Linked DNA regions of Sus scrofa: regions 1, 2, 3, 5, 6 and 7 are each linked to region 4. The links are chromatin contacts, called in public HiChIP or PLAC-seq and promoter capture Hi-C maps. All regions are on one chromosome and are shown on one strand. Each heading gives the region's core, a stretch centred on a gene start, on an enhancer-like site or on the middle of the called end of the contact. The rest is flanking DNA. Distances are from core to core; before and after follow the strand shown. Region 1 holds the start of SLC1A2 (excitatory amino acid transporter 2). Region 2 has its middle 27 kb from the start of EHF. Region 3 overlaps SLC1A2 (excitatory amino acid transporter 2). Region 4 holds the start of APIP (methylthioribulose-1-phosphate dehydratase). Region 5 holds the start of ELF5 (E74 like ETS transcription factor 5). Region 6 has its middle 7.5 kb from the start of ABTB2. Region 7 holds the start of CAT (catalase).

Evidence for each region. Promoter capture Hi-C pulls out the DNA fragments that hold promoters and counts their contacts. HiChIP or PLAC-seq counts read pairs in DNA pulled down with a chosen protein or histone mark.
Region 1: an H3K27ac HiChIP or PLAC-seq map of alveolar macrophages shows a contact between it and region 4. The contact joins the promoter of SLC1A2 here to the promoter of APIP in region 4. A contact is called at or near these places in 1 of 5 promoter capture datasets (liver), 5 of 47 Hi-C or Micro-C datasets (blood, brain, embryonic fibroblasts and 2 more) and 2 of 2 datasets of contacts at active chromatin or transcription factors (alveolar macrophages and skeletal muscle).
Region 2: a contact with region 4 is called in an H3K27ac HiChIP or PLAC-seq map of alveolar macrophages. The contact joins the enhancer-like site here to the promoter of APIP in region 4. A contact is called at or near these places in 3 of 5 promoter capture datasets (fetal liver, fetal skeletal muscle and liver), 23 of 47 Hi-C or Micro-C datasets (alveolar macrophages, blood, brain and 14 more) and 2 of 2 datasets of contacts at active chromatin or transcription factors (alveolar macrophages and skeletal muscle).
Region 3: an H3K27ac HiChIP or PLAC-seq map of alveolar macrophages shows a contact between it and region 4. The contact joins the enhancer-like site here to the promoter of APIP in region 4. A contact is called at or near these places in 5 of 5 promoter capture datasets (fetal liver, fetal skeletal muscle, liver and 1 more), 27 of 47 Hi-C or Micro-C datasets (adipose tissue, alveolar macrophages, blood and 16 more) and 2 of 2 datasets of contacts at active chromatin or transcription factors (alveolar macrophages and skeletal muscle).
Region 5: an H3K27ac HiChIP or PLAC-seq map of alveolar macrophages shows a contact between it and region 4. The contact joins the promoter of ELF5 here to the promoter of APIP in region 4. A contact is called at or near these places in 2 of 5 promoter capture datasets (fetal liver and liver), 13 of 47 Hi-C or Micro-C datasets (alveolar macrophages, embryonic fibroblasts, epiblast stem cells and 8 more) and 2 of 2 datasets of contacts at active chromatin or transcription factors (alveolar macrophages and skeletal muscle).
Region 6: a contact with region 4 is called in a promoter capture Hi-C map of liver, with 5 times the contacts expected there. The contact joins the enhancer-like site here to the promoter of APIP in region 4. A contact is called at or near these places in 1 of 5 promoter capture datasets (liver) and 6 of 47 Hi-C or Micro-C datasets (embryonic fibroblasts, heart right ventricle, mesenteric adipose tissue and 3 more).
Region 7: an H3K27ac HiChIP or PLAC-seq map of alveolar macrophages shows a contact between it and region 4. The contact joins the promoter of CAT here to the promoter of APIP in region 4. A contact is called at or near these places in 1 of 5 promoter capture datasets (liver) and 1 of 2 datasets of contacts at active chromatin or transcription factors (alveolar macrophages).

Annotation. Positions count from the first base shown.
Region 1 is chr2:25,602,496-25,605,897 of Sscrofa11.1, reverse strand. It overlaps SLC1A2 (excitatory amino acid transporter 2), which reads right to left and starts at 2,006. Exons shown (of 11, transcript XM_003480708.4): 1 at 319-2,006. The coding sequence starts at 335.
Region 2 is chr2:26,365,578-26,368,828 of Sscrofa11.1, reverse strand. No RefSeq gene overlaps it. Among named protein-coding and RNA genes, the nearest start is that of EHF, 27 kb to the right of the region's middle. Within about 2 kb of position 1,703, at least 2 of the 83 cell types and tissues checked have an H3K27ac peak or open chromatin away from gene starts, as enhancers often do. A contact at or near this core is called in alveolar macrophages, where this site is marked.
Region 3 is chr2:25,632,137-25,635,308 of Sscrofa11.1, reverse strand. All of the region lies in intron 1 of SLC1A2 (excitatory amino acid transporter 2), which reads right to left. The region is part of intron 1 of LOC110259680 (a long non-coding RNA gene); the gene reads right to left. Among named protein-coding and RNA genes, the nearest start is that of SLC1A2, 30 kb to the right of the region's middle. Within about 2 kb of position 1,653, at least 9 of the 83 cell types and tissues checked have an H3K27ac peak or open chromatin away from gene starts, as enhancers often do. A contact at or near this core is called in alveolar macrophages and liver, where this site is marked.
Region 4 is chr2:26,092,837-26,096,500 of Sscrofa11.1, reverse strand. APIP (methylthioribulose-1-phosphate dehydratase) reads right to left here and starts at 1,481. Exons shown (of 8, transcript XM_003122870.3): 1 at 1,226-1,481. The coding sequence starts at 1,282. PDHX (pyruvate dehydrogenase protein X component, mitochondrial) reads left to right here and starts at 1,606. Exons shown (of 13, transcript XM_003122869.4): 1 at 1,606-1,808. The coding sequence starts at 1,655.
Region 5 is chr2:26,455,424-26,458,868 of Sscrofa11.1, reverse strand. It overlaps ELF5 (E74 like ETS transcription factor 5), which reads right to left and starts at 1,815. Exons shown (of 7, transcript NM_001243711.1): 1 at 1,732-1,815. All of the region lies in intron 2 of LOC106509379 (a long non-coding RNA gene), which reads left to right.
Region 6 is chr2:26,570,408-26,573,618 of Sscrofa11.1, reverse strand. No RefSeq gene overlaps it. Among named protein-coding and RNA genes, the nearest start is that of ABTB2, 7.5 kb to the left of the region's middle. Within about 2 kb of position 1,463, at least 1 of the 83 cell types and tissues checked has an H3K27ac peak or open chromatin away from gene starts, as enhancers often do. A contact at or near this core is called in liver, where this site is marked.
Region 7 is chr2:26,532,360-26,535,663 of Sscrofa11.1, reverse strand. It overlaps CAT (catalase), which reads left to right and starts at 1,783. Exons shown (of 13, transcript NM_214301.2): 1 at 1,783-1,959. The coding sequence starts at 1,894.

The DNA of each region.
Region 1 (3,402 bases), core at 757-3,256, 490 kb after region 4:
TGCCCGACTGCTTATTGTTTTTAAATCTCAAAAGTAACCTCAAGAGGATTTTTCGTCACTCTTTTTCACACCTCCACCGAACCTTTTTAATTAAAATAAAACAAGCCTTGGTCTCTCGCGTCTTTAAAGGGTTAAGGAGCAAGCTTCGGGAAAGGAAATCAATTCCTCCCCACCATTCCACTTCCAGCAGAGCCATCGTTTTGCCACCATCTCCGAGGCCGGGCGCCGGCGTCTCTCGGTTCTCATCCCGGATAAGGGACCACCACCCCGCACGCACACCTCCCCCTTCCCTGCGAGTAGAGAGAAAAGCCCCCTTACCCTTCCGTGGATGCCATGGCTCGGGGAACGCCCCCTCCTCTTCTGCAAGGTCCGGCTGCGGCGGACGAGGAGCGACCGGGTGCCGGGGGAGCGCACGAGTGTGGCGGAGCGCGGTATTTAAGGGGGAACCTCTCCCCGCCCTTCCACCCGCCTCCTGGGTAAGCCCTTTAGCGCCTCAGGGGGCGCGGGAGGCTCCAGCCGGCGCTAAGCCGCGTCTCCGCTCTCCGCTGCGCGCGTCCTGCGCTCCCTCCGCCGGCTCCGGTAGTGCCTTGCTGGGTGCTTTGCAGGCTCGGAGGGTGGTTTCCCCCAAGAGAGAGGCGCCGCCTCCGGGACTGCGCGCAGGGACGACCTGCCGCCGCTGCCACCTGTGTTTGGTGTGGGGCGCTTCGAGTGGCGGAGCGCGGGCTCGTGGGGGGTGGGAGGGCGGCGAGTGCGGTAGGTGTGCAAGGGAACGTGTGTGTGCGTGCGTGCGTGCGCGCGTGTGCGGTGGGTGTGAACGCCGGGGGAGGCGGTGGAGGTCGCTGCGCCCTGGCTCAGCGCCGGCCGGGGAGGGGTTGCAAGGTTTAGCCCCGCTGGAGCTGGGGATTTGCGGGCGATCCCTCTCTATTTTAGTAGAGAGCTGACATCACCAGCGCCTCTGCTTCGGGAGACTCCTTTAACTGCCGCCCCCTCGCCCCCCAGCTCCAGCCGCGGTCCCTCCTCCGCCATCCCGCCCCCGCCCCCGCCCAGCCTCTCGCCATAAACTAGCCAAATAAGAAGCCCCGCTGGTCTCCTGGGAAGGCCTGGGCCGCCGGTGGCAGGAGCCCAGGATCTAAGGAGTCGCTATTGTTTCCTCTCAAGCCCGCGTGGCCCGGGGTCACCCGGCTGTGGGTAAAACGCAAGCCAAGGCGTGAAGACCTGGGATGCCCCTCCGTCCCCGCCTCCCTCGAGCAGCCCCCAGCGCTACGCCTCACTCCTTGGCACACTTGCTCAGACTCACATTACTCCCAAGCTCATCCTCACAGGCTGCACACCCGCCCCAACTTCCCACGTCCTGGGTACCAGGCCCCGCGGAACCCGAGCGGCCGAAGCTTTTGAGTAGCGCGGCCACAACACAGCCCAGCCGGGCGCCCTCCCCCACCGCGGCCCGAATAAATCTCTGGCCTTCAATTATGCATGGGGATTAATATTAATGCAGTTCCCTAGGGGCCGCTGGCGGGGTGCTGGGGAGGCCGCAGTTTTTTTTTTTTTAAGCCGAGGGAGGTCGGCCTCGGGGGCGCTGGCGGAGAAGGCGCGGAGCGATGGCGAGGCAAGCGGAGAGGAAGGGTTTCCACCCACTCGGCTCCGTTTGCCGTCGGCTTCTGTGCCCCGGGGGCGGCGCGCGGAGACAGATGGGCTCGGTCAAGGGAGGATTGGAGCTTCCCCGCCGGCTTTGCATAATAATGACGAAATCCGTGCAGGTTTTATTATCTCTGGGACAAGGCGGACACCTCCAGCTCCACCACTTCCCCACGCTGCGACCTACGGGGAGAGAAAGACTCACTTTCCTCGTCTGGAAAATGGGGCCAAATTAACCCCCTTTGCTGGGCCGAAGTGAAAATTAAAAGGGCTCTCTCTTGAGAGAAAGAGATCTGCAAAGTGTCAGCGCGCCGATGTCAGTGCGGCAAGCCAGTCCCTTAGAACCTGCGGGGCTCCTCTGGGCAGGGTCTGAGATACGGGTATCGTCCTCCGTCGCCGCCTCCCTAGTCTTATTCCCAGAAAGAGGCGCTTTCCAGCTCTGAGGCTTTTTCGAAGACCGAATGCAGCAGCGGGCCACGTAGAAGCTCGCGGAGTTTATCCTGGGGACTGTGCCAGGGAAGCCCGAGTCCCAGCAGGGCGCGCGCGGCTTCGTGGTGAAGTGCCGACTGCTGCTATCCGAAAGCCTTAGTTCTTCACCTTCCCCTGGAGTAATCCGGGAGGAAATTCCTCAATTTCTTTTCATCCCATCTGCAAAATGGGAGTACCGTTCCCAACCTCTCAGTGCTGAAAAAAAGAAATGAAATGTAAAAGGTACGCAAATCTCTTCCACTAGAGGCTGGCACCCGGTAAATGGCTATGTTTGGGAACCTTGACATCCCATCCAATGCTTTCGAAACATTTGCATTCAGCTGCCCTTAAAGAGGCGGCCTGTTAAATTATGTGGAATATGCCACAGATAATTCTGGATAATAATCATTAGCTAGAAGGAACCGATTTCTTTTTCCTCGCTCCAGAGGGTCTTCATTTTTCAAGCAAATTGGAGCAGTGCTTTTCAGTACTAACTGCACATTAAAATATAATGAGAAAGTTTCTTTCAAAACAATAATGCCCAGGCCACCTTCCCAGATCTGGGTTCCGTCCGTCTGGAGCAGGGCTCTGACTCAGGGTTTGTATTTTTTGTTTGTTTGTTTTTCACTTCCCCATGTGATTTTTATCCTGCTGTGCAGCCAGCATCAGGAAGCACAGGAGGAGAAATGGTTCAGAAACACAGCCTCCAAGAGTAGTTGAAGCAAACTGGTGTGTTTAGCCTTTGGAAAGACAAAAGGAAGATACAGCTGGGATTCAGTCTCTAGCCTGGGAAATTCCATATGCCATGGGTGCAGCCATAAAAAAAAATACAGTAAAAAATAAATAAAAATTAAATAATGCCACCTCATGGTTGCTGTGAAGTTAAATAAGATAGCTAATGTGTAGGAAGGGCTTAGTTCTGAGCCTCGCACATCTTGGGTGCTCAATAAAGGGTCATCCTAGACATGTGGGAGCAGCACCATCCACCCCATTTAATTTCCCACTGAGCCCACATGAAAATCTAGCCTCCCCTAAAGCTGCCTAGAGGATGACCCCCTTAATTCTTCTCCGTCTTCACCACAAACTACAAATCTCCCAGCCCACATTAAGTCAATAAAGCTCTGGTATGAGGACAGAATGAAGTCAACCCCACAAGTCAGCAGGAACATTTTGGAATTTCCTAGTATCTCTCAGTGTCCTCCAGGGATTCTGTGATTATGGCTAAAGCAGAAGGAATGGGATGCTCTGACATTTGCATATAGATTTACCTTTCTTAAGTCTCACTCACAGGATCTCAAA
Region 2 (3,251 bases), core at 454-2,953, 270 kb before region 4:
TAGAATGACCCTTTTTTTCTCTGGATGACCCTCATTCTCCATATCTCCATTCCATATTTTGCCAGACTCCAGAATTTAAGTAGTGAATTCTCAGGGCTTCAGGAGCTGTGGTCTATGATGACTTTACTGCCCATGCCCAATAAATGTTCAATGAATAAACGAGAGCCAATAAAACGATTAAAAACAAGAGTAAAAAGTATCCTTATATGCGCTTTAGATCTTAAAATGCTTACCTATTTAGGCTGTTCAGAGTCAAACATGTGTCTAATAAAGATTTTACAAAGAGCTTTGGATTGGCATGACCGAAAAAAGAAGGGAGGTCCTGGTGCCCATCAGTGGGAGGCCACATGGACCAGAAGTCTTGCATCTCCAGGGCTGATAGAGTCCAAGAAAAGACACTGGTGTCTTAGGAAACATACTTCCTATCAGAGAAAGGATACCAGAAATGGAAAAGGGAGGAAGGAGGAGAACTCTCAAGGGCATCTCCTGCCAGGAATAGGATTGTGACTCTGCCACAGAATGGCTCTTAAAAAGTGATATCCGGAGTTCCTCTTGTGGCTCAGTGTATTACAACCTAACTACTATCCATGAGGATGCAAGTTCAATCCCTGGTCTCACTCAGTGGATTAAGGATCTCGTGTTGCAGTGAACTGTGAGCTGTGGAGTAGGCTGGCAGCTGCAGCTCCCTTTCAACCCCTAGCCTGGGAACTTCCATACACTGCAAAAAAAAAAGTGATATCAGACCACCTTTATGATGTTCTAGCAGCTAAATGGAGCCCTAAGAAAGGCCACAGTGACTATCAATCCCACCGGCATCTGCCTGTCACATGGCCTGATATGCCGCAATTAGGATTTCTTTTCTTTGGGTTAACAAGTAAGTTCTAGAAACTTCTTATTCTATATCCTCAACCTTTGGATTACCTCTTGATTATAAATGTGTAAAAACTACAACTTATTATTTTTTCTCTTTTATTACAAAGAGATTCATATTCATCAATATCTGGAAAAAAAAAGACAAGCTAAATAGGAAAATAAATTCAGCTCATAATGTAATTACCCAGAGATAGCTCTTATTAAAATTTAGGCATTCCCTTTTGCCTAAACTTTTTTTTTTTTTTTTTTTTGGTGAAATTGAATAGAACACAATTTAACTATTTCATTCATAGTTAATTTTTTTAATGTAGAAAATCTTTTCCCAAACTATGAAGAACTTGCCCCTATTTTCTTCTAAAAGCTTTATACAGTGGAGCCTTTCAGATAAGGTTGGGAATCCACCTGGAATTGATTTCTGTGTATGGTGTGAGGTAAAGACAAGTTTTATTTTTCCACCCAAATGGATATCCAGATGTATCAATACCATTCTTTCTTTACTACTCTGCAACTTCATTTCTGTATTGAAAAATCAGTTGTCTACACAGGGGTGGCTTTCTTTCTGGGTGCTCTTTTGTTCCAATAGTCTGTCTCTCTATTGAACAAGATAGGATGGGCTATGTTTTGTTTTAGTAACAGACAACCCCAGCATCTCATGGCTTTACATATTAAGTTATTTCTTCTTCCTCAGCAGGTCACTGGTGATGCAGGATATGCATCAGGGCAGCCATCCTTCATGAAGTGAAATGGCTGCATCATCAGGAGCACTCTTCATCCAGAGAAGAGAGGCAGAGGTTACATGCCGAGGTTTTTGCTGACTCAGTGTGAAAACGTCATCCATCATTCACTTCCTCTTACAGCTCGTTTGCCGGAACTAGTTACAGAGTTATACTCACCAGTAAGGTACCATGAAGTGCTGTCTGCCATGTGCCTGGAAGGGGAGGATACCCAGATATTGGAAAACACTAGTGATATCTACCTCCATCCATATCCTTGAATGAAAATGGCAGTCTTAACTACTCTACTACGGTAATAAGACTCAACACCCAGTAGAGCAAGTCCTTCAACCCTGGGTTTCCTCTTCAAGCAGGTCTTGACTCGTCTTGGACCTTGGCAATTTCATATAAATTTTAGAAAGTGTTCATTAAGTTCTTTAAAATATCCCGTTGGGACTTTTTATTGATGCTAGAGCTCATTTAGGGAGAATTGCTATTTAAAATTTTGAGTGTTCAAATTCAGTAACATAAAATTTCTCTCCTTTAATTCTCTCAATAATGGATGTTTTGTACAGAGGTCTTGGACACTTTCTGTTAGATTTTTCCCTAGATTTCTTTTGACATTTTTAATGCTAATGTAAATGTTATCTTTAATTTTTTTTCAGTTTATGAAAAATTGTGGTTGGTGAATGGAAATTTAATTCATTTTTCTGTGTTGACTTTATATCTAGTGACCCTGAAACTTTCTTAGTATCTAAAAGTGATATGCAGATTTCCACGGATTTTCTATGTAGGTGATAATGTAATTAACCCACACATATTCACAATTTTATGTCTTGGCTGTGGCTTTCATTTCTTTTCCTTGCTTTGCTGTGTGGGACACAGGACATGTCATGATAGTGAGGGCCCTGTTTCTTCACAACCTCAGAAAGGACATTTTCCAGGTTTCATTTTTAAATGTATTAGTTGTCATAAGTTTCAGAGCAGATACTACTTACCAGATTACTTCAGTGACCCCTTTTTTCTAGCTTCTACGATTTTTAATAACATATGTTGAATTTTACCAAATGTTTTTTTCTGCATCTATTGAGATGACTATATGACTTTTCTCTCCTTTTTTTTTTTTTTTTTTTTTTTTTTTTTTTTTTGTCTTTTTGCCTTTTCTAGGGCCGCTTCCCATGGCATATGGAGGTTCCCAGGCTAGGGGTCGAATCGGAGCTGTAGTCACCAGCCTATGCCACAGCCACGGCAATGCCAGATCTGAGCCAGGTCTGCAACCTGTGCCACAACTCACAGCAACGCCGGATCTTTAACCCACTGAGAAAGGCCAGGGATAGAACCTGTGTCCTCATGGGTGCTAGTCAAATTCCTTTTCCCTGAGCCATGACAGGAACTCCAATATTTCATTCTTTTTTATGGCTAATATTCCATTGTTTATATATACCACATCTTCTTAAGTCAATTGAGTTGTTTCCACCCTCCTTTCATCTGTTAAGGTGGCAAATTACATTGGTTTTCTGATGTTAATGCAGCATTTCCTCTAGCATTCTGGAATAAGCCAAAGGTGGACAGGATGTGTTTCCTTTTTGGGTTTTTTTGGCCCCGCCTATGGCATGGGGAACTTCCTGGGCTTGGGACCGAATCTGTGCCACAGCAGCAACCTGA
Region 3 (3,172 bases), core at 404-2,903, 460 kb after region 4:
AAGATTTGGTCAACCCTATATCACATATGTAGAAACTGAGGCTCAGAAAAGTGAAGTAAATGGGCTCAAAATGACCTCGTCTGAGAAGCTTTTCCATGGCAAATGGGTCGTGCTTCTTGTTAAAATAAAAACAAGGACAGGAGTTCCCGTCGTGGCTCAGTGGTTTATGAATCCGAATAGGAACCATGAGGTTGTGGGTTTGATCCTTGCCCTTGCTCAGTGGGTTAAGGATCTGGCGTTGCCGTGAGCTGTGGTGCAGATCACAGAACCGGCTTGGATCACGCATTGCTGTGGCTGTGGTGCACGCCGGTGGCTACAGCTCAGATTGGACCCCTAGCCTGGGAACCTCCATATGCCATGGGAGCAGCCCAGGAAAATGGCAAAAAAGAAAAAAAAGAAACAAACAAACAAAAAAAACCCAAACAAGGACAGCCATTTCTATCTCAATAAGTTGCAAACATATACTTCCTGACGTTCTCGGCTTCCAGTGGCCTCCCCGCTCTCTCCCGTGGAATTTGTATACGAATTTGTGGCTGGTCAACCAAACACCATGGATGGCTGTCTTTTTTGTTGTTGTTGTTGTTGTTGTTGTTGCTATTTCTTGGGCCGCTCCCGCGGCATATGGAGGTTCCCAGGCTAGGGGTCGAATCGGAGCTGTAGCCACCAGCCTACGCCAGGGCCACAGCAACGCGGGATCCGAGCCGCGTCTGCAACCTACACCACAGCTCACGGCAACGCCGGATCCTTAACCCACTGAGCAAGGGCAGGGACCGAACCCGCAACCTCATGGTTCCTAGTCGGATTCGTTAACCACTGCGCCACGACGGGAACTCCCTGGATGGCTGTCTTAATTTCTGGGAAGGATTATCTGAGCAGGAATGGGTCAACCCTTTCTGGGAATGAGAGAAAGTGCTCGTTTAAAGCATCTTGCTTCTGGAAAAGTGACTCAGAGAGGCACTCAGCCTTGTAAGCACCTGAAATGCCAGGAAAACAGACTTTTTGGCCACTGAAGAGGATCTCATGCAAATGGCTGGCTCATTCAGGTCTTTCCCTGTGGACGGAGGCTGAGAAGCAAGCACCCCCCCACCACCACCAACTTTCCCAGCACTGCAACCTCACTCTCCCTACCAGAGTCATACAACCTTCCCCTTAGAACAACCTGTGTGTTTACTGATAAACAGTCCTGGACGAGCTCATTAATAATTTACTCTGGGAGTTTCCACTGTGGCTCAGCAGAAACACACCCAACCAGCATCCATGAGGATGCAGGTGTGATCCATGGCCCGGTTCAGTTGGTTAAGGATCCGGTGTTGCTGTGGCTGTGGTGTAGGCTGGCAGCGACAGCTCCAATTCAACCCTTAGCCTGGGAACCTCCATATGCCGCACCTGTGGCCCCAAATCTGCACCCCCCCCCAAAAAAAAACAAAACAAAAAAATAAATAATTTACTCTGGATAATGGGCAGGAGAGGGTTTGGCAGTCATGGCAACAACTCAAAGTCCTTATTTGTCGTGGTTTATTTTTAAGTATCAGAAAAAGAGGCCATTTTTTCCTCTAACATCGAATTCCTGATGGAAACTGGATATGTGTGAGAATGAGATGGGAACGGGTGGAGAAAAGATATCTTAAAAATGCAGTCATTAAATATCAGGACAGGAAAATAACTGAAAGAAAGCATTTCTTGGCCTTACACTGCACCCTTCTGGAAGGAAGAAGAAGTGAAAAAACTACATCATTTCTATACTCAACTTCGCTCTATTATTATGAAAACATATTCATATCAAAAATTCAGATATAAAAGCATTTTTCCACACTTAAACTATTTTATCTTAATATACATTTCCCCAACTAATCTTTACTACAAACTTATGAGGCTAAAATTATTATCTCCATTTTATGGACAAGGAAGCTGAGCCTTAGAGACCATGGCTAAGTTTTACCGCCCAGATGCTGTGCAGGCAGGATTTGTACCCAAGTCAGCCTGAATCCAAAATCTGTGTTTTTTTCTACATCCCAGTCCTGTAGGAAAGGAAGAAAACTGAACCCAACCAGGAGGGGGATATTTCAGAATTTATTTCAGGAAAATGGACCTTAAATACTTTTTACTATACAAGTTATTTAAAATGTCTTTCATCACACAGCTAACGAGGGATTGGGTGTGCAGGGGTTAAATTTTATCAATGTCCTATTTTTTTTTTTTTTTTGTCTCTTTAGGGTTGCACCTGTGGTATATGGAGGTTCCCAGACTAGGGGTCTAATCAGAGCTACAGGTGCCAGCCTACACCACAGCCACAGCAACGCCAGATCCGAGCTGCATCTGTGACCTACACCACAGCTCATGGCAACGTCAGATCCTTAACCTGCTGAGCGAGGCCAGGGATGAAACCCGCAACCTCATGGTTCCTAGTCAGATTTGTTTCCACTGTGTCGCAACGGGAACTCCCTCAATTTCCTATTTTCATTTCTTATGAAGTTATGAACCAAATGCAACAACATGCTCTCCTCCGCTTCCTCTGACACACCTCCTCTGACACACTCCTCCGCTTCTTAGACACACTTGGAAAGACAACTCTCCTTCTGGATCATGCACTGCTAGAGCACCAGAGCCTGAACCTACTTCACTTTTGGTTTTGAATGTTCAGAAAAATGTGCGGAAGAATCAATGAAAGAATCAAGACGGGCATTTCTATCATGACTCAGTGGTTAACGAATCCGACTAGGAACCATGAGGTTGCGGGTTCGATCCCTGGCTTTGCTCAGCAGGTTAAGGGTCCGGCGTTGCCGTGAGCTGTGGTGTGGGTCTCAGATGGGGCTTGGATCCCACTTTGCTGTGGCTCTGGCATAGGCTGGCGGCTACAGCTCCGAATGGACCCCTAGCCTGGAAACCTCCATATGCCACAGGCGCGGCAAAAAGACAAAAAAAAAAAAAAAAAAAAGAATCAAGAAGAGAAGGAACGACTTCAACACAGTATCTCTTTAACTTTTGTTTCTTATATTCCAAAGTTCCAAGCAAAATACCTCGTGACACTTAAGTCACCAGGTGAGTTGGCCCAGGTGTCCATCCACATGCACAGGTGGACACGTGAAGCAGGAGCTGTTCCTGAGCTGGACCCAAGGCTGGTCTCATTTTTACCCTGAAGCACGGCTCCTGTCTGGGATCTTGATTATGCATG
Region 4 (3,664 bases), core at 232-2,731:
GTGATTTGGGGAAGGTGGATACCTGAAATCAAGCACCTGCTTCTGCAGAGGATTTCACTAATCATGAGGAGCAGATGGCACCATTAATGATCTTACTGCTCTTCTAGATATGAGAAGACACAAGAAATTGGGGTCATAAAATCTCCTGAAAATATCTAACTATCAGAAGGCCTAGTCTGCCAGTTTTTCACAGAACACAGAGTGCCTCATTCCTGATCTCCCTGGCCTTCTTTCAAGAGTGTGCTGAAGGTCAGCGGCTGACTGCAGCGGCTAATGACCTAAACCTTGTGGAGGCAGCGGGTGGGTGACAATTTTTAGTTGGCAGTGAAAAGAGGAATAAATACGTAAATTGTAATAAGTGAGAGGAAGAAAACAAGTGACTTTGCTCATCTCTGGAAAGTCATTTATTCACAGAAATACTGGCTGATAAGTTTTTCCTAATAAAATCTGCCACCTTTTACTTTTTAATTGGGACCTTCTGCCCCAAGGAAGAATAACAGGAGGAATAAAGAATCAGGTCGTGATTTGAGGGGGAATTCCCAGTCTCTTCAGCAGCGCTTCTCACTTGTAATGGTTTACTGGTCTAGCTCTCCTCCAGAACCCAGGCCATTGTCTTAATTACCACCCTGAGCACATGGGTGTTCCATAAATTGTTGGCATGCAGAAGTGAATGAAAAGTTATGTGCAGCCCGAGGGTGGAATCTTCCTGTGACTTCTGCTTAAGGAAAAATCCTTCCTAGATCATCCCACAACCAATCTAAACAGAAGCAGGCAAAGAGCAACTTGCGCAGAGAAAGTGCCAGCTACTGAACAGATCCGGCTCGGGGACGTTTCCCAAGTACCTACTACGCGCCAAATGTCAGGCTGGTCGCCAGGGCGCAGAAGAGCTCATAGTCTGAGCTCCGTTTCACCCGCGGCTTCACGTTTCCCCGGTCTTCATGAGAAGTTACTTTGAAATACACACTTAATACCGCTCTCCTCCGTTATTTTTCCTTATTCAAGGTTTGGTGCCCAGCTCCTGTCTCCAGAGAACCCCAGCCGGTGGAGCAAAGACCTCAGCGGGAGCCGGGGACTTAGGTCAGCACCCGCAGCGGAAACCGCGGTGCGCGAGGGTCCCGTTGGGTCCGGCCCGAAACCCCACCCCGCCCGCGCCTAGCTTCCGCCGCCGAGCCCCGCAGGCGCCTCGCTTCCAGGGAATAGAAGGCGCCGGCGGCCCCGCCCCTACCTGCGCGAGGCATTGCCGCGAGCTACAGTCTCCCTCTGGAGCGTGACAGCCAGACATGGCCGGGAGCAGAGGTACCCGCGCCCTCCGGTCTTCGCAAGGCTTTGCTCCCGGCCCTCAGTTGGGGCTAACACGGCGAGGCCAGAAATGCAATCAGGCGGTGTGGAGGGCAGTCCGGAGGCGGGGCGGACAAGACGAAAGGCGGGTCCGGGAGGGCCTCGCTGACCGGAGGCCCAACCGCGCAGCCTCATGACCGGGAGGCGAGGCCAACGAGTTTGGAGGCGGAGCTAGAAGAGCTGCTTGATTCCTGCGGTTTACGAGTCGCGGGCGTCCAGGGGGCGTGTCCAACGGGGTGGGAGGCGGGGCCTTGTAGGGCCTTGATGACTGGGCGAACAGGCTGTGCTGAGGGCAGCCCGCGAGAAGGCTGGGAAGATGGCGGCCTCCTGGAGGCTAGGCTGTGACCCGCGGGTGATGCGTTGCCTCCTGGGCTTTGGCAACTGCCCGGGGCTGGTGAAGGGAGCTGCTGGATGGTCTCTCGGCCGCGGAGCTAGTTGGAGATGGTATCACAGCACGCAGTCTCTTTGGGGTGAGTGGCCGGGACGCGCTCAGCTCCTCTGTGCATCTGAGCAACGGGCCTGGGGCAGGGGCTTTTTGATTAAGGGCCTGCACCTGGGTGTGGAGGTGCCCGGAGCCTCCCCGCTCCCTTGGCTTTGTCTCGGGGAGGGTTCTGCTGACTTGGCCTCGTGCATGCCGCAAAGGGTTTTTTGGAAGCTAGGAGAATTTGACTCCGTTCCCTGGCCTCCTGGTTGGTATGGCTTCTCCGTGACCTTGCCTTGGATTTGGGGTTGTGCGGCCTCTCTCAAGCCCCTTCCTAGTCATTGTTAGTTTCCTTTAGAGTTGTCAAGTTGCCCAAGTTTGCTGAGATTTAGACGTCACGTTAGTGGTTTTTATTCATTGTTTTCACCCTTGTCTACTGGAAGATCTTAGAGGCCAGCGGGGTTGCCTCACGCGAGTACTGGTAAAGGACTCAATTTGTAAATGTCTAGGCATCATAGGCATAGGTCCGGAAAAATGTTTTATGCGAAACATGGCTTGAAAGAGTGGAAATTTAGGGGGAGAAGCTTACCAAGAAGTGTCGACTTAAAGCCAGGCCGCCCAAGTGTTGTGAGTTTTAAGTTTTATTCAGAATATGAGTGAGGATTTTAGCCTGGGAGACAGCCGCTCTGCAGAGGTAGAGAAGCCAGATTGTATGTGAATTTTTTGGCTAGGAGATAAATGCGGTTAGGCATACAGGTTGATAAAAGATTACTGCTAATCACAAAGAGCAGATATCTCAGGTTAATGGTTTTAGTATTTTTCTATGAATGGGAAGATATAAGAATTCAGGATCATTAAAATTCTTCTTGAAATGTGTTTCGAATTATCTAAGGGCCTCTTTATCCAAAACACCCAGTGCTTCATCCTGAATTCCTCTCAGGTTGCACTGTCTGTCGCTGGGCAACTGCAGTGGGTTATGATTTAACCCTTGTAGAACTGGATTTGCCATTGAAATTCTTCATTGTTTACAAAACTTATTGTTGAAAGTTGTCTTTAAGTAGTGATATTGACAGAGCTAACACAATTCCTACGGTGTTTAATGGTATATACTGTAGTGTGCCCTGCATTATTTTTCTTTACATGAGGATGGGGGTGGGGCGGATTTTGAGTGTGATGTATTTTCTGCCAGTCTTTAGTCACTCCTCCGCAGGATGAATTGTAATATGAAAAATTAGGTGCAGTAGGCATTGCCCACATATTCTGAAGCTCAGAACAGAAGAATATTTACACAAAGTTACAGGGTATGATGAGTGCGCTGAGATTTTATGATCCTGTAATGAGAACAGTTTATTTCAATTTTTTCTACTTAATGTTTAAAAAATACCTCTTGGAGCAGTGGGTTTTTTTGTTTTGTTTTGTTTGTTTTTAACTGTGTTTACAATTTACTGTCTTCCCTTCCTCCAGTTTGTTAAATATTGAACTTTCTACAGCTCCCAGAGATTCTGTCTGGGGTAGAGCTAAGCAATTTGCATTTTACAAACAACCTTCGGTGCATTTTGATGTTTTATGTTGGTGTTTATAGAGTACACTTTGAGACTTGCTCTCTGAGAAAATCATGGAGTAGGAAGAGCTCAGTGTTAGAAATATTGTGGGAAGAGTGTTCTTAATCTTATTTATAAAACAGTTCCTTTTGAGAATCTTTGACTGTTTTAGACCCTCTCTACAGAGAAAGGGGCAAAGTGTAGTTACACTCCAAAATGTGCATGCAGTGTCAGGGGTTCTCCTGAGACCCAATTTAAGGACTGCTGCCTTTGGAAACTCTTAGGCAATTCTTCACTGATGCATCATGACATTTTGCCTACCCTATAACACACCGTGAACAACTTGTCTAACTGGACATCATCT
Region 5 (3,445 bases), core at 566-3,065, 360 kb before region 4:
TCTAAAGCCTCAGCGAGGTCTCAATGTCCACCGGGTCTGGAGCCCTGCGGGCAAAGCAGGATCAGCGACCCACTCTGTGGGTGTCCCTGAGAAGGGGTGTGTGGAGGAAAACCCAGTGGCCTCTTTCAGCCCTTGCTGTGAAAGGCCCGTGGGCTGGGTGCTTGAGTGTTTGTTCTTCTGGGAGAAACCAGAGCAGCTGTGAGAGAGGACTTGCTGATGACTTGCCAAGGGATTCCTCCTCTTTCTTTGGCTGGTGCAGGATGTTTCATTGTTTCTCAGAAGGTGCAGCAGAAGGCTCCTTGGAGGTATGCCGTAGAGTTTACTGTGAGCTCCGATACAGAGCTCACGGGGTTCGGATTAAATCCATCAGGGTTTGAATCCTACCTCTGCCACCCACAAGGCAAGGGATGTGGGGCACATTTCTCACTACTCAGTCTGCTGAAACTTTATTTTTTATTCTTTATTTTTGTTTCATAGAGGGTGTGATATGTGAAAGTCCGTGATGCTCTCTGAGCTCATCTCTAAAGTGCCTCATCTCTAAAAAGGGGATTTTAATGTGCAAGTCTTTGGATGTCTGAAGGATTTAACAAAATTAGATAATAGATGTAGATGAGTGGGCAGAATACCTATGTCCATTCCCCTCGGGGGGGGGGAACAATTGTCGTCAATATATCTAAAAAGTATAGACTTCTCAGGCGACTTCTGAGAAAAGAAGACACCCGATCTGTGAAAACTCCTTCAGAGAGCACCTTGAATCACCAAAAAAAAAAAAACAACAAAAAAAAACACTCTCATAGAGAACATGGGGACAAAGAATGAAACTTTCACTGGGGGCGGGGGCAAACATCTCCCCCCACTCCCGCCCTGGGTCTTTAAACTAGACTAAAACATGAAGCTATCTTCCTAAATCATGTTACCTTTCTAGGCCCCAGCTTCTTACCTGTAAAGCGAAGAGGTTGTCGCTAATGATCTCTGACAACCTTCCCAGTTGGTAAAATTCTAGGCACATGGAAACGTGTCCCCCCCCCCGGCCCCCGCTTCATCTGGAGATGGGAGCATGTGCTACTGGTGGCCGCCAGCAGGGGGCGGATGCACAAGAATCCCTTGCACTGCCAAGTCTTTGAATAAACACAGTGGAAAAACCCTAACCATTGCTTCTCTGGAAGCATTCTAAACGGAGGTGGGGTGAGAGGGCAGAATGGGTTTCCTTTAAGCTATTTTAGGTACAAGACAATTTCCAGAAAAATGCCCCAAAATATGATAAGACAGCTATCTTCTCTGTTTTAAGAGTGGGCATGAGCAGGCCAATGGGAAAAAGAGGAGTTTCAGGCAGGAGGAGGTGGGCTTTCCTTGAAGCTGAGTTTTTTTTTTTTTTTTTTTTTTTTTTTTTTTTTTGCTGTAAAATCCAGCCTTCCTTCCTAAGATTAGTTTTAGAAAGGCTAGTGAATGGAGTGCCTGTATGCATTCTTAGTTCCCCTTGGTTTAATCAAGTGATCCAGAGAGAGTTGGGGCTACTGAGGAGGGGTGGGTAGCTACACAGCCTGAGGAGGCAAAATGTCTCTCAGGCAGGCAGTTAAATCAGTCACACAGCTCCCGGCAGGGATGGTACTTGATGGAAATGGCAGGAGGGCCAGCGAAGCAATTGAGCTGGGAACAGACCGACAGACCCAGAGCCTCTAAGCCCTGACACCCCTTACAATTCATCCAAAAGAGCAAAGAAAAGGTGCTTACGTGAGGACAGCGGTGCTGGGTCCAAAGAGGAGGTTTTCAAGGCAAGAGAAGGCAGGCTCTCCCAGCACCGGCGTACAGTGAAAATAAAGGCACCTGTAGCCTTGTGATATAAGTAACACCTACAGACAGGTCCGTTTGGTTTTTCAGGTTTATGCACAGCCCCTTTGATGACGGTGACATGCAGTGTGACACGGCTCCTTGGAGGGGGGAATGGTTCTCACACGCAGAAAGTTTACCTTTATCCTGCTTTTGTGCCCAGCTCACACACCCCCTCCCCCTCCCCATCCCCCTCCCCTGACCCTGGGGGAATCAGTAAACAAGCTGAGAATTCTTGCCTCTGGGAGCTTTGAGGGATCCTGCATTGGCTGAGAACTCTTGGGCAAGCTGGACGGGAAATTCTGGAATCCAGCTGTGGTGCAGACCCCCTCCTGGGCTGGGGGAGCCTGTGATTTTGTATGATTTTTCAGCCTCCGCCCTGCCTCTCCTCCCCAGCCTGGCAAGATAGAAGGCAGGATGGGGCCCTGGTTAAGAACACAGACGTTGCAGCTAGAGGACTTTGAATTCAAATGCCAGGTACATCCTTTTCTAGTCATGTCACCTTGCATCACTTGCCAGTAACAGGACTTATCCACTGGGTGCTATGAGGGTCATATGAAATCTTTCAGGTGAAGTACCGAGCAATCCCTTTGTTTCATTCTTACAGCGCTTTCTCTGATAGAGCCTGTTAATCAGAAACCCCTTCTCCACCGTTTCCTCCAGCCTCATGCCTCACAACCAGATAAAGGGAGTCATCAGCTGGTAGAGCCAGTGCTTGGCCTTGCTTCTACTTTTTCACTCAAAACATACCAGACCATCAGTCGCCTTAACTTATGCCACTTTGAACCTCTCTGAACATAAAGAGCCATGTGGTACTTGCTTTCTTCCCCTCCTCTTTACAGAGAAAGAGGTTTAGCGCCTTCATCAGGGGCCCACAGCTACTAGACCTGGGTCTGATTTGGATGCCCGCTCTCAGGTGTCTTGCTGAGGACGACCTGCTGCCCTGTAACAGCAGAAGCGTGACCTAACTTAGGCTGAAAAGTAGAGCGTTCCTGGTGGCCTACAGGACAGCCCTGACAGCCCTCTGCCTTTTCACCCTCTGCTTCCGGCTCTTCTGGGCAGCCAGGAGCTTGTGTCCAAACAGCAAACTCCAGCCTTTGCAGTGAAGGCAGGGACTGGTTTGTTAGGTTTTCTTGGGAACACTGGGCACGGGTGCAAACACACAAATACAAACACATACCATCTGGAGAAACAAAAGGCAGTTCATGAGAGGACTCAGGTGTCATCATGGAAAAATTGTTGAAGAAAGATAAGGGGATCACCTAGGCTACTGACTTGATGTGTAACCTCAGGCAAATTGGGTAACTTCTCTGGGCTTCGTTTCCCCAGTGGTAAGACTAGGAAGTTGGGTTAGAAGGGGCATTTTCAAATTGTGCTTAAGGAACCCCAGGGATTCCCTGGAACCGTCCTCAGGGCTGCTGGGGTGAGAGGATGGGAGGGGAGGTCTCTCCTCCCTGACTCAGTAAGAGCATCTCAGCTTTTATACAGATCTTCAGGGTAAGATTTCATTTGCACAAAAGAATCCACACTTAAAAAAGCGTTTGCAAAGAACTGGATTAGACGGTCTTTGAGAATCTTTTAAGCTCTAAAATTCTGTGACTTGCCTCTTCCTTCTTGG
Region 6 (3,211 bases), core at 214-2,713, 480 kb before region 4:
GGAGTTCCCATTGTGGCACAGTGGTTAAAGAATCTGACTGGGAACCATGAGGTTGCGGGTTCAGTCCCTGCCCTTGTTCAGTGGGTTAAGGATCCGGCGTTGCCAGGAGCTGTGGTGTGGGTCGCAGACACGGCTCGGATCCCGCGTTGCTGTGGCTCTGGTGTAGGCCGGTGGCTACGGCTCCAATTGGACCCCTAGCCTGGGAACCTCCATGTGCCGTAGAAGCGGCCCAAAGAAATGGCGAAAAGACAAAAAAAAAAAAAAAAAAAGATGTGGTATATATATACACAGTGGAATACTGCTCAGCCATAAAAAGAACAGAAGAATGTCATTTGCAGTAACACGCATGGAACTAGAGACTCTCATACTGAGTGAAGTCAAGTCAGAAAAAGACAAATACCATGTGATATCATTTATATCTGGAAACTAATATATGGCACAAATGAACCTTTCCACAGAAAAGAAACTCAAGGACATGGAGAACAGACTTGTAGTTGCCAAGAGGGAGGGGGGAGGGGAGGGGGAGGGAGTGGGATGGACTGGGAATCTGGGGTTAATAGATGCAAACAGTTGCCTTTGGAATGGATAAGCAATAAGATCCTGCTGGATAGCACTGGGAACTGTATCTAGTTACTTATGATGGAGCATGATAATGTGAAGAAAAAAAGAATGTATACATACATGCGTGACTGGGTCACCTTTGCTGAAAATTGACAGAACACTGTAAACAAGCCATAGTGGAAAAAAATAAAAATCATTTTAAAAAACAATGTGTGGAATTTATTTGTAACTTGTGGTTTTTTTAAATCAATAAACATTTGGCCTTACAAAATCATTAAAAATTGGGAACACTGGATATTTGCTATTAGGAAATCATTGTTAGTTTTTTAGTGTGGTTGTGTTTATGAAATGTTCTTATCTTTTAGAGACACTTACTGGAATGTGTTTTGTACTTTTCACCATTAAGAACGAAAGAAAAATCTTTATGGGAACATCTGGCAAAGGGGCTAGAAAGTTATGAAAGACAATTAAGTTTGTGGATCTCCTGCCTTTCACATATTCCCCAAAGCCTTTCATAATCCATTTGAGGCCTGGAGGTACAAAGTAAACCTACCGTGTTTCCATGTTTTTTGTGTGATAGCAGAGAAAGAAAAAGAGGAAGAAAGAAATAGCAGACAAGAGACAATGAACTATCCTAAAAACAAACCAACTGGTTGATTTCAGTTCATCTTTGGGGAAGTTGGCAAGTGGAAGGAACTACAAAATTTTGGATGAAGAATGGACATGGCTTCTATATATTGTATGTGTGTTTAATTAAGGCAATCTGGTAGTAATATGTTTAATCTTAGGCATACAAATTATATTGGAAAAAGAGAAAGTGTTCCCATTTTCTCAGCTCAGGCATGGTCCAAAAACAATCTTTGTAGAAAAGCAACTCTCATGTAGCTGGACAAGGTAAAAAGAACATGATGAAACCATAGCAAATATTGGGAGAATTCCCAGTGGAGTGAGCAATTAAAGAACAGATCTGGGATTGCCTCTGCAAAACTATAAGGGAGGAACTTGAAATGCAGGAACTTTACCTTGAGCAAAGTCTCATTTATTATCCAATTTCTTACAAAATCAAAAATGGTCTGAAAGTTAGGAGATGAAATACCATAGAATTTATCTTGAAAATGAAGGGGTTAATAATCCCAACTACAAAAGTACAGACAGAACCATCTTATGGGAAAGGTAGATTATGACCTTGACTTTGGAGAATGATCAAGTTTTGATTTAGTTTGTGGATTGTGTTTGGTACATTCTTTCCACAACATTTATCAAATGCCTATTGAGTCTGGAACTGTGCTACATACTGTGCAGGTGAGTTAGACAAGGTCCCTGCCATTAAAAAACAAAACAAAACAAAAAACATGGCAGGAGTTCCTTTGGGGTGAGGCTGGTTAAGGATCCTGTGTTGTCACTGCAGCGGCTCAGGTCACAGTTGTAGTGCAGGTTTGATCCCTGTCCTGGGAACTTCCTCATGTCAAAAGAAAAAAAAGTGTCGAGGAGTTTCTTTCATGGCTCAGTGGTTAACAATACCGACTAGGAACCATGAGCTTCCAGGTTTGATCCCTGGCCTTGCTCAGTGGATTAAGGATCCTGTATTGCCTTGAGTTGTGGTATAGGTTGCAGACGTGGCTCGGATCTGGTGTGGCTGTGGCGTAGGCCAGTGGCTATAACTCCAATTTGACTCCTAGACTGGAAACATCCATATGCTGCAGATGCAGCCCTAAAAAGGAAAAAAAAAAAAAAAGGCAAAAGAAAGTGCCAATGGTGTGGAAATTGAGGTAATCCTTCTGCCCATGCAACCCTGGGTAGCCCATTCCTGACACAGGTGCTGTTTTCTGGACCTCAAAGCTAAAGATACATACAAATAAACAGAAATCAACACACGGATATAGAAAACAAACTTATAGTTACCAAAGAGAAAAGGTGGGGAAGATGATAAATGAGGAATTTGGGTTAAAATAGACACATGACTATATAAAAATAGATCATCAACAAGGAAGAACCTACTGTAAAGCACAGGGAACTCTACTCAATATTTTGTAATAACCTATAAGGGAAAGGAATCTGAAAAAGAATATATATATATATAACAATTACTTTGCTGTACACCTGAAAGGAACACATTTTAAATCAACTACACTTCTATTTTAAAAATTGTGTTCCTGTACATGAGAGCGCCAAAATATTTCAAATAAAAAGTTTTACTTGTAGGGAGTTCCCGTCGTGGTGCGTCGGAAACGAATCCAACTAGGAACCATGAGGTTGCAGGTTCAATCCCTGGCCTCGCTCAGTGAGTCAAGGATCCAGAGTTGCCATGAGTTGTGGTATAGGTCGCAGATGCGGCTCAGATTGGTGTTGCTGTGGCTGTGGCGTAGGCTGGCAGCTACAACTCTGATTAGACCCTTAGTCTGGGAACCTCCATATGCCACAGGTGCAACCCTAAAAAAAAAGTTCTACTTGTAAACAAAAAATAATAGGGGAGTTCCTGCTGTGGCACAGTGGAAACAAATCCAACTAGTAACAATGAAGTTGTGGGTTTGATCCCTGGCCTCTCTTAGTAGGTTAAGGATCCAGTGTTGGCTTTCAAACTGTGGTGTGGGTCACAGAGGTGGTTCGGATCCTTTGTTGCTGTGGCTGTGGTGTAGGCAGGCAGCTGCAG
Region 7 (3,304 bases), core at 534-3,033, 440 kb before region 4:
ACAGTTCCGGTGATCATAATGTGACTTGGCAAAAATCTTTGGTAGCCTTCCCTAACTCCATTCACTTATAATTAAACCTGAAAGACTTGTCCTCATGCAAATAACGTTATAAACAGTGGTTTGATTTCCAGTCCTATCAACAAAAATCTTTTTTTTTCCCATACAGATGTGACCAGAGTCCTAACAGTATGCTAACATTTCAAAGACAAGCACAAGCATAAAAAGTGATATGAATCCAGAAGTAAAGGAAAAGAGCAACAGTCGTTTTGGAATAAGGCAACCCCTGACCAAACAAAGATGAAAACAACCGAGGGAAGGGACGATGTGAAGGATAAATGTGATGCCCTATGAGGGGAGGTTCACAGAGGGGAAGGAAGATCTATGATGTGGCCTCAGGATGAGAAGCTGTAGGGGTCCAGATCTCTGTGAGGTTTAGGATCCCATTTCTTCCAGCTTTATTACACCAAGGCAACTGTCTCAAACTTTGCAGACAATCTCTCTAGCTGGGGATGAGCAAGTCTTCCTTTCAAACTTCATCTATCTAAGCATCTTGACAATATTACAAAATATATTGTTATTTTACCTATGAAAATGCACTGCTCCAACCTCTCAAAAATTAGCCACATTAACTTGTTGACATATTCTAGACTCTAGGCCAGCCTGTCTATGAATAAATAGTGGGCCTGAGCATCTTAGTTAATTATTCTACAGCAGGAGCAAGCCAACCTCTCTTGATGTTTGTTTATACTCTGTCATGGTGGGAAGAACTTCATTGACCTTTATCGTCTTTTTGTTGTGAAGATTAACTGATATAGTCTGGCAAACATCTAGCAGTGTCCAGCACATAGTAATAACTCAAAAGAAGGGAAACTTTTAAGCCAAAAAGGGAATCTAAAAGGCTGAAATTTCTTCTTACGGATTTTAGACTGCGTCCATGTTTCACATCTTTTCTTTTTTTTTTTTTTCCTTTTTAGGGCCATGCTCTTGGCATATGAGAGTTGCATTGGTGGAATCGGTGGAATCGGAGCTATAGCTGCCTGCCTGTGCCACAGCCATAGCAACTTGGGCTCCAAGCGGGATCTGTGACCTACACCACAGCTCACGGCAATGGTGGATCCTTAACCCATTGAGCGAGGCCAGGGATAGAACTCTCATCCTCATGGATCCTAGTCGGGATCATTAACCACTGAGCCACTAGGGAGCTCCCTGTGGTTTTTTTTTTTTTTAAGGTACATTTTTCTGTGCACAATCTGTAACAGAAAAAAATGATGTAACATTTGAGGATATAACTACTGGTTATACTTAAATGCAGAATCAATGTTTGCATTTATTCCAAATTGCATCAATCTTTCAGGTTGTAAACAATATTAACATTAGAGCATGACAAAACTACATTTTGAACAGAAGAAACTCAACCCAGGATTCCTGGGTTTTTGTTTGTTTCGGTTTTTTTGAGCTGAGAGCGTATTTACAGACTTCAAAGCCCCACCCAGCAGGGCCTAAGCGTTCCCTCAAACAAAACTGGCACGCCACCAACCGCCGCGTCCCAGGGCACCCTGAAGGATGCTGATAAGCTGAAGGGAGAGTCAAGTTCGGGTACTGGAGGCCATGCTTAGTTCTTTAACCCTGCGGTTCTGGGGTCGCAGGGGCGGGGCCCACCTTCTTTTCCCACCTCTCCCCTCCAGGAGTCCCAGGTCTTCACCCCACCCCATTTGACTACCAATCCCATCCCGCCTGGAGCTCGAGCGGCCAATCAGGAGGCGGCCCTGCCGACGGGGCGGGACGAGGAGGCGGGGCTGAGTGACTGAGTCCGAAGTCGTCTACTTCAGGCGCAGGGCCGGAGACCGGCGAGTGGAGGCTGCCTGCAACGTTCTGTAAGGCTAGTCGGACACCATGGCGGACAACCGGGATCCAGCCAGTGACCAGATGAAGCATTGGAAGGAGCAGCGGGCCGCGCAGGTACACCCTGCGCTCTCCGAGCGGGCCACGCAGAAAGCTCGGCGCTGGGGAGTAACGGCTCCTGCCTCCCAGCGCTGCGGTTCCGGGGTAGCTGTACCACGATCACGGGCGGGAGGTGGTGGTGCTGCCTTTCGGTCTGAATGGACTGTTACATTCGCCGACAGGAGGGGAGAGGGTTCTGCGGCGGGAGGCCCCCAGCCTGCAGGATTTGCAATCGGCCGCAGGGCGCGGGTGGTTTGGCTCATAACTTTGCGCTTTTGCCAGCTGGGACAGAGGTCGCGGCTTGAGGCGGGAGTGAAGGCTCATGGGGAAAGAGGCAGAGAGCTGCAGCTGCAAGAAAGGAAGCGAGGGGGGAAGTGGGAACGGTTCCAGCTTTGCCCTTGCACAAACAGTAAGTACCAGCTTTCATAGTTTCGGGGTGCCGTGGGTCAGGGATTGTGTTTTATCACCTTCATGTCCTCAGCACCGTACACACAGCATTTAACGACTGCATTAAAAGATTTTTGCTTCAAGACTTCTTTCGCATTTAAAAAACAGCAAGCCTAGCATTTTAGAGCTAGAAGCAACCTTAGGAATTGATGAACGCTTTTATTCACGCATATGCTTTGAGTGCCAGCATGCGCTGGACGCTGTGCTGGGATGAGGGGCGCATATTCCAATGGAATATGTTAGTTAGAAGTTCAAAGTCTAGTCGGGAGACAAGGCAGATAAACAGATGATTACCTTCCAGCGCGCTGCGGGCTCTAATATAGGCCATCTGTAAAGTTTAAAGGGAGTGACCACCTGGGCTGGCAGGCTTCTCAGAGCAGGTGACATCTGAATAAGAGCTTTAAAGGTGAGTAGGATTTCAGACCAGTGGTGGTGAGCCAGGCCTTCCTGACCTGTACCCAGGGGTGCAGAGCCCTACAGGGTGTCTGCAGAGGTCGGATGGGATGAGGGCAGGTGTGTTTTGAGTCTTTTGTGTGTGTGTGTGTGTGCATGTCTTTTTAGAGCTGCACCCATGGCACATGGAGGTTCCCAAGGCCAGAGGTCCAGTCGGAGTTCCAGCTGCCAGCCTACACCACAGCCACAACCATGCCAGATCTGAGCTGCATCTGTGACCCACATCACAGCTCACGGCAATGCCAGATCCTCAACCCACTGATCGAGGCCAGGGATCAAACCCGAGTTCCCATGGACACCAGTCGGGCTCGTTAACCGCTGAGCCACGAAGGGAGCTCCTGTTTTGAGCCTTCTTTTGTCAGATTGGCCCAAAGAGTCTGAGGGACTCTTGCCCAGTTCCCATGGTAGCTGATTAAGGGCAGAGAGAGGGAGGACTAAAGGCATGGTTTTCTCATCTTTCCAG